Linked DNA regions of Zea mays: region 2 is linked to region 1. Evidence: chromatin contacts called from public Hi-C data. All regions are on one chromosome and are shown on one strand. The core of a region is the stretch at or near the end of the contact, and the rest is flanking DNA. Distances in the headings are between cores, read along the strand shown.

Region 1 (4,667 bases), core at 1,155-3,654:
TTTTGGGGAAAATACGTTCAGCTTTACTGCTACCATTTTGCTTGCTATCGATATATGTTTGGAGTACAATTTTTTTGTTTGCCCTGATATTCCAGCACTATTAAGCTGAAATATATGTAAATGATCTTTATGCAAAGTGCGAACGTGCATTTTTTCAGAAAGAAAACCTGTGGAAAGCAGAAAGAAAAATGTTTCAGCTTGAAATGGCAATGATGTCTGAGAGACCAAATGCATAATCTAAGGGTGTGTTTGGGATGGCTCCAGGTTCTAACTCCAGTGTGGAGCTGTAGTTTATAATATCAATTTAAATAGTTTTAAAAATATTTTTAATCTAAATAATATACAAAATGATTTGTCTAAGTGTCTTCTAAAGTCTTTCAGCTCTAGCTCCACGATTTTTTGGAGCACCTAATGACCTGCTCCACCAACTCCACCAAATTTTCTGGAGCTGGAGCGGTCCCAAACAGGGCCTAAAAAAGACATTGTATTTGTGTATTCAAAGGGAAGCATTATCTAGGTAAACAAAAGTAGTACTCATAAGTATTGACAATTTAGATTATTCATCAATGTTTTCAATTCCTGGCAGTACATAGGATGCTACTATTTTTTCCAGCATAGGTCACTACACGATGTGAAATTTGTAGGTACGAAAAAAGCGGCCTTTTGGAGTGGCCATCTTGACAAAGCAAGAGCTGGCTGAAATTAGAGTGAAACAAAAAAATTGTTACCATTAACATCAAAAGCGGCCTTTTGGAGTACTACTCGTTTTCCTTAAGCTAGAAGACTGGGTGGCGCAGTGACAACTGAATCTAGCAAACCAACATCTCAAGCGGGGGCAGAGATGCCACTTTGCTCTCCACTTCACTTCAATTATTTGCCACCACGTCATCTCCCCCCGTCATCTCCCCCCTTACTCAGAGCATCCATCCAGCCTTTCCTTATTTCATAGGGACACGAACACAGTGAGGGCGTAATGGAATCGTAAAGCCTAACTGCTCTGTGGTGCGGTACTTTCCCTCTAATCAAGGTCGTCGTCCTTTTAGAATTTGCTGGTATAGTTCAATGGCAGACAAGTACTTTTTCATCAATCGAGGTGGCCGAAGCCTTCTGGTGAAGCCTGTCCCGTGAGATCTCTGGTGAAGTCTAGCCAAAGCCTTTTCATGCATATACCTGGCCAGTCGAGCGGTCAGACAAAACAAAGCAACAAATCATGCCTTTGTAGATCCGAGCGGCCAGGTTGGAAATAAAACCACTAATCACGCCTGTGTAGACGAGTTTCCCTCCACACGTTATTGCTTGCCTGATGTCTGTAGTGCGAATGCCATATTTACCTTCGTAATTTTAGCCGAGGTGGGTCCCTCCCTATATTTTCCTCTGCTCTGTTTCCTTGAATGTATGGATCTCTTTCCTTTCCAACTTTCTCCATTGATGTAAGATGGAAATCGGCAGTGTCCTCACTGGCTATAAATGTAGCCACACCCCCAGTTTCTATCTGTTCTCCCTCTTTTCGCGCCTCCATAATTTGTCACCTATCACAACAACTTCTCAGGTAATTGTGTTGAATTTGTGATCTATTTTACGTTTCTTGTGATTTTTATTCCCTTGACTATGCGAGACACCATTTTTATTCCCTTGACTATTCGCTAGATGATAGGTGATGTGTGCCTTCCGTTTCGCCCGGCCACCACGCTGTGGTCGCGTGGTCGTGGACATGCCGGTGCTATTCCGTCGTCGTTGTGCTGGTTTTCATGCGATGCTACGAGCAGAGTACAATTCGTATTTTTTTTCTGCGTCGCGGTCGCGGGGGCACCACTGTCATGCACGCACGAGCACGACGAAGAGAGAGAGAGACACACATATGTTTTCTTGTATAGATGCTCGATCGAATTTTCCTCTGTTCTGTATATATTTCTGCTTGCTTGCTTGCTGTTGTGTGTCATCTCCGCTGAACATCTAGATCTGTAATTGAGCTTGCACGCGCGTTTCACGATTTTGTTATAAACATGTGGTCGAGCGAGCAACAACATTTGAGTTGAGAAGAATATAGGACACCCGTGTCAACTAACCGCACCATTTTTTAGTTGATGGTACATTCTCCCCGAACATTTTTGGGTCCACACACCGCTTACCTACTCTACTCTTGTCTGTACCTGTTTGTTCTCGTAAAGATTGAAGCAATCATGTGTCTGGATTGATAATGTTTACCACACGAATTTTACATATCATAATGATATTTGTTGTTCCGTTTATATGTTTCATACAAATTTTTTACTTCCATCGCAACGCACGGACACTCACCTAGTAATAAATGAGCAATCAAATAGATAAACAGCCACAAGACCACAACTAGGCCTATCGTACCTACGAGGCTACGACCATATCCCAGCCCATTTCGGCCTGCTACTCCCGAACTTCCATATCTCTCCTCTGCTCTCACTCTCCTCCCACCCACTCCAGAAAACCTCACAAAAACCCTCGCTCCCCACAACCCGCCGCCGCCCACGCCGCCGCCTGTACCAGCGGCGTCAAGATGAGGTGAGCCAAAATTCACCGGGCATTCTTGATCCAGAGTCTACTCTTCTCTCTAGATTCGGCGGTCTCGCTCCGCGGGGTTGGGAACAGGATCATTCGCAGCGATCGCCTACGGCTGCGTGGTCGGATCTCGGGGGTCGGGGTGTACGTGGTCATGCTCTGCCGTGTCCATGGCTCAGCTCGAGCCCCATGGGTCTCCCGCCGAGATGTGGCTGGGCTCGATGGAACTGTTGGGTTTCTTGTAGTTTAATTCGAGTTGCGATGCGCACCTAGGGTTTGGGCGGGGCGCGTTTCTGTACGGCTTTGATTTGGTTAATTTTTCGTGCCGCGGTTTTGAATATTTCTGTTGGTTGGGGGCAAGGCTTTAGATGGTTAGTTGGGTGTGAATGGGTGGGTTATTGGGGGCAAAGCTTTTGATGCCGATGATGAAGAGTTGCAAAGACAAATCGTGGATGGATGGAGTCTTCGGACGGGCGAAGAGAATGCAGCTGTGGAAGGGGCTGGAGCCATGATCGTGGATAAGGCGGCAGACACGGTAGTTGCTGTCGCGGATTGGGGTGGGAATTGCGGTCACAGGTGCTGGTGCTTGTGTGAACACCCTCTTCTCTCTCCCCCTCTCCCCCCTTTCCCTATCCTCTCAAACGGGCACAAGTTAGATGGGGAGCCTTCCGTGGGAGGTGTACGTGTGCTCCACCTCGAAAGTGCTTCACGTACGACAACCCGTAAATTACGACCCAACCTTAATCTATGGCCGTTGTTGTTTCTCATTCTGAACTAATGAATCTATCATTAAATTCGTGCGTGTCGCAGCACCCCGTTCCCCTCAGCACCAGCAGCTCAATCCTATTCTTGTGCGTGCAGCTCCCTCCTTTTCCTGCCAACGTGGAAGTCAATCATTTAGCCGTTACTTTCTTTCTGCTCGCATTGTGCTGCTCTTTCCCTCGTGCCTTCTTGTCCTGCGGCGTTCGCCTCAGCTAAATCTGATACCTTGGCAGTAACTTTTGCCACGAGACAATACCACGATTTAAAAACTGACTGGAACCCTAGGTGATGCCTTAATAACCTTGTTCTTAACTTCATTTTTGTTGAATGGTGTTGATGAAAGTGTGCACATGCACATGCTTGCAGCTGGGAACAAGCTTACAAGCTATGATTACTTTTTTTGTTACAGGAAGTGTTACACTATCATGTTCTATTTGAGTTTATGGTTATCTTTTACTTTATAGTATTTTGGCTTAGCAAGCCAACATCAAACTTAGCTACTCATTTGGAGGTGAAACCCAAGAGAACCCTGTTAGGATGTAACCCTTTTAGCGACACACCATATCGGAACCTGGGTATGGTATTTGATGGTCAAGGGCTGGGCCGGTTGTCACCCTGTGACATGCTGCCTCGTGATCTGGTCATGATGTCAAGTGAGCAAGGATCAGGCCGTCACATCCCCAACTTGCGTCGGACTGAAAGGCTTTGCTGCTGCTCTTTATTCTGATCTAGCTATAAAACCAAAATTTATGGTAAATTATTAACTATCTGGATAGTTTGGCTAGCCACCATTTGTACTAATGCTAATCGACATTTTTTCTTATTTTTTTTCTGTGCTAATCACTCTTATTTGCTCTTGTGTATTATCGATAATACCCCTACACAATGGATTTGTGTATTTGCGCTAGGTCTGCTTGTGGATTTATGCAAGTTTCTTACAGAAACTATTAAGGTTGTATATAGATGAATTCCTGTTTATATGTTGGTTTATTTACAACTGGCATTGTCCTCTGTAGTCGGCACCCTGAAGTGAAGTGGGCTCAGAGGATCGACAAGGTTTACATCACTGTACAGTTACCTGATGCCAAGGACGCTAAGGTCAATTTGGAACCAGATGGTGTCTTCACATTCTCTGGCAGTGCTGGTACAAACTTATATGAATTGAAACTAGATCTGAATGACAAAGTAAACGTTGAGGTAATGCATTTAAGCATTTTTATGTAATATTAATGTGTACAGGTTTAGTTTAAATCCTTGATGTTTAAAGTTGTTCGTCTTTAACATTACTTTTTAATATAACAGGCTAGCAAAATAAGTGTGGGTGTCAGGTCCATATTCTGTATTGTAGAAAAAGCTGAGGCCAAATGGTGGAA
Region 2 (4,242 bases), core at 868-3,367, 130 kb before region 1:
GCAGGTACCACAGGATGAGGCGCTTGGAGGATGTTGTGATGTGTTCGTGAGAGGTCTAGGCCGTCGTCTCCCAGTCAACTTTGGGTTGCTGGACCGTTGTCTCTTATAATATAATTATTTATTTATTTTGTACAGAACTCCTATTATTTAGTAAATATGTGACATTCAATCTTGTGCCATGATTCATCATATGTGTGAGACTTGGTCCCAGCACACCTGGTGATTATGTTCGCGCCCGGGTCTTAGTGCCCCTGACACCCGGGTGTGACAGAAGTGGTATCAGAGGAATGTTGACTGTAGGACGAAACCTAGATAGAACTGGACAACCATTGTCTACTTACCTTTGCTACTCTGATTCTTATCTAAACTTTTCTTAATCTTTTCTCATCTATTTCCGCTTTACTCTGATTATTCTTACCTTTTCTTTCTAAAGACAAATGTGGATTTCACACTTTGAAATCCTACACCTAGAGTGACTTTAGAAATAGGAGACCTACTCTTAGGAACAAAAACAAAACTATTTTTATATAAATATCTATGAACTTGAATGCTTGTTCTTATGATATTTGTCTGATTTGGATCTTTGATTGAGTGTGATGAGTTGTGGAGTAAGGTCCACAATTACATCTGCATAAACATAATGCTTATAAAACTAACTAGACAAACTAGATTATCCCTCAATAAAGTATCTAGCCTAACAATATCCATCTCATCTTAAAAAGATCTATCATATTTTAATAGATCCATCTTATCTTAAAAGATTCTCTCTTATCTTAATGAATTCATCTCATCATGAAAGATTCGTTTTATCCTAACCACTATATTTATCTGATCCTAAAGTAACCACCAGGACCTAATCCAAAATAATGAGATCATAACTAGTTTAATCTAGTCGTACCAACCTAATCTGGATTCTATCTAATCTATTATGATCTAATCTAGAGTAAGTTATCTAATGCTAGTACAAAGGATAAGGCCATACTCCTAACTCACTTAAGCCTAAATTGGTGACTTAGATCAACTCGGTCATGCAAAACTACTTAACCTACCTGATAAGTTACCTAAATGCATCTACCCCAAAAGCAAAGTAAATCATGTTGGGCCTTTCCATCACAAGCACCGACAACTATCTTAACCATAATACCTTAGCAGAGATGGCAACTCTAAAGATGAGGGCCAAAGAAGACCAACCCCGTCAAGGAAGGAGAAGCACCGACTCAAGTCTTCAAAGAGCAGGAGCTGGATCACCAAATGAGTCAAGATCCACCATCGATAATGGAATCTTCTTTACCATAATCCTTATTACCGCAACCTTCTCTACTTCTGCCTAATAGCTAAACATAGTATACCCACGTGTTCCTAACCATTTCCTTATTTAATGACTTAAAAAGTATATAGAAAACATTTGTGCTTAAAACCACTTGAAAAAAACTTGAAGCTAAACTGCAACCAAACATTTGGCTTTCTATATCTCTTTTCTTACAAATCTCGAGGACGAGATTTTTGTTAAGGGGGGTAAGATTTGTAACACCCTAAATCTCATTTTGAGAATATAGTAAAAATTTTCAAAGATCTTGAATTAGAATATTTTTTCTTTAGAATTCCCATAACATTTGAGGTCACATCTCCTTAAATAAAAGTTTTATAACTAAAATTCAATAAAAAGATTCTTTTATAAATTAGCATTTATTGAAGTTTATAAGTATTAAGATGTGAACTATTCTCTGTTTCATGATTGGAATCATGAATAAATGAACTAAAATAAAACAAATATATATATAGTTTTGCATTCATGTTGGTGTTTTATTTATGCATCTCAAAGTAAAAGTTTAGGATTCAAACTTGTGTTGATTTGAAATTCAAATAGAAATAAAATGAAATAAAAAGGGAAAAGGAAAAGCAAACCTACGCCAGATCTTCTTCCACTCGGCCCAGCTCGCCCTCAAAACCCTGTGGCCCGCACGACCCACTACTTGACGCGCGCAGCCCAACCCACACAGACGCACGCACCTGGTCATGTGCCAATACTGACGGCCTGGCCCCACCTAGCAGCCTCCCTGTCCGTTCTCCCTGTTCCGCGATTGCATGCTGGCCATAGCCGTGTGGGCCCTACATGCCAGTCTGTCACGTGCACGCCTAGAAATCCTTGTGCCACTGATGGGTGGACCCGTGGCGACAACTTCCCCTTCCATCTCGGTCGCAGGCTCGGAACAGAAGCGCGCGACTTCCGGACGGATCCTGCCCTATCCATCCGATGAGCTCGTGCCCAGCCTTCTTCCTCCCGGCATATAAAACCGGGTCCTCCTCTGGACCAACCACCCCATGGGCGCCATTGCCTCCGATGGAATCGCCAGCAGGAGCTATGGGGCAGGGACATCCGCCGCCGCCGTGGCACCATGGTCATTGCGATTCGCTAGCGTCTGATTGAGGGTCGTGGCCTAGTGATCTTCGCAAAGGCACGCGGATGGTTATCATGCCCTCACCATGCGGTTCTGGGGCCGAAGCGGTGAGGAATTGTCAAGACGCACCCCTCCATGGTCGAAGGTCGCTTCGGCAGGAACTTTGGTGAGCTTCTTGACCCTTTGGTTCACTTGCTGGTCCGCTCTGCATAGCACAAACCGTAGGGGGAAAGTGGAGCTCTGGTGCTCGATTTGAGGGGGCACCGCCTCGCGGCTTCGGTCGTGGCTCTGGTCCGCACCTCGCCGGGATCTAGCCCAAGCTGCCAGCGGCCTCTCGCGTTGTTCGTTGCTCCCAGCACGCTGCCTCGCGCCCTCGCCGCAACTATCTCCTACTCCATTGAAGCTTGAGCGTTGTCGCCGTGGGGCTTGGGTAAGTGTCGCCGCAGTCGTGCTCCAGGCTGGGGTATGGATCGCCGCCCCACTCGCCGGTGAGCTCGTCGCCATGAAAACTGAGATGGATCGCCATCGCGGTTCTGCCTCACGCCGTGGGCGGGGCCCGTGCGGCAACACTGTGTTCCGTGTGATCTGGCTCGGCGCAGCGCAGTTGTGCTCCGGCCATGTCCCGACGGCACCTGAATCGTGCCATGAAGCTGCACAAGGTTGTCGCGGAGTCCCTGGTGGTCGGCTAGGTGTGGCTGGTCTCCTCCTACGAACTCACGCGCCGGGCGCGATCACTCGTCCATCCATGGGCTCTGGCGCCGCCGTAGGTTCGCACCGCACCTTGGCCGAGGGCCACCCCAGCTTCACCCACTGGTAAGCCACATCGACCCTGATCCTTTGGGTTCCTGCCTTGCGTTGCACCGACCTCGGGTGTGAATAGGGTAGTCGAGCGCGGTGGCGGGATCAAGCCGTCGTGTTCGCCGCGGCGGAGCTACGGGAGCCGCCCGGAGTCGTCCTGGAAGAAAGAAAATGCTCTGGGACCGTTGCTGCAACCATCTGTGGCCGGGATATGTCCAGAAAAGGGTAAACATCGAACCGTTGGATCGATTGCGGAGGGCACAGATTAGATCTAGGCATATAACCCTTCGGGCCGTCGATCGTTGATTCGATGGCTGCGATCGCATTCTGGTTCGGTGGTAAGAAAATTTAATCGTGGCCCTTGATGCAGGATCCAACGGCCAGACTTAACCGATACCCTTTCGACCTGCGCGTTTTGCAAAAGAGACCTCTTATTTAACTATAAACAACCCGTAGTCCACACTGTTGGAGTTCTGTGTCTTTGTGTCTTTTGCGCAGAACCCCCTAGGTTTCTTTTAAATAGTTGCCGCAGTCCAAATAACTCAAAATTCTATTAAATTAAATACAGAACTTCTTTTAATGCAAAATAATGTCCCAAACTTCGGAAATTCATAACTTGATGAATTTTGCTCCAAAATGATTCATTCCAGTGGCATTAATTTTGTTTAAGTATTGTTTATTACTTAGTACCTTTGTCTAACCATGAAACTTGATTTAAAATTATTCACATGAATAACTCTATTCTAGGTATTAAATAACTTCAGAAATTCCTAACTTAATAACCGTAGCTCCGAATTTAGTGGTTCTTGTTTATACGATCTCGTAGCAGCGCGTAGAATATTATTATGCAGTTGTTCTTATGTTTGATGTAATGTTGATTTTGCCTATACCATGTTTGTTGTATTGCTACGACTAGCGTGAGGTTACGAGTCACCTGAAGATCATCCTGGTACCTGGAATCTCAAGTCCTAGGCAAGTTGTGCCCTTGATCACTTCTTTTTACCCACTCATGTTCTAATTAATCATAATGATCTGCATAGGTTAA

The links. A called contact is a pair of places that touch in the nucleus more often than the background predicts.
Region 2: a Hi-C map of leaf shows a contact between it and region 1, with 4 times the contacts expected there. The contact joins the enhancer-like site here to the promoter of LOC100856929 in region 1. A contact is called at or near these places in 5 of 25 Hi-C or Micro-C datasets (ear, endosperm, leaf and 1 more) and 1 of 3 datasets of contacts at active chromatin or transcription factors (leaf).

What each region holds. Positions count from the first base shown.
Region 1 is chr4:25,954,119-25,958,785 of Zm-B73-REFERENCE-NAM-5.0, reverse strand. It overlaps LOC100856929 (co-chaperone protein SBA1), which reads left to right and starts at 2,404. Exons shown (of 6, transcript NM_001254815.2): 1 at 2,404-2,535; 2 at 4,311-4,491; 3 at 4,597-4,667. The coding sequence starts at 2,531.
Region 2 is chr4:26,079,621-26,083,862 of Zm-B73-REFERENCE-NAM-5.0, reverse strand. No RefSeq gene overlaps it. Among protein-coding and RNA genes, the nearest start is that of LOC103652966, 100 kb to the left of the region's middle. Within about 2 kb of position 2,117, at least 18 of the 20 cell types and tissues checked have an H3K27ac peak or open chromatin away from gene starts, as enhancers often do. A contact at or near this core is called in ear, leaf and tassel, where this site is marked.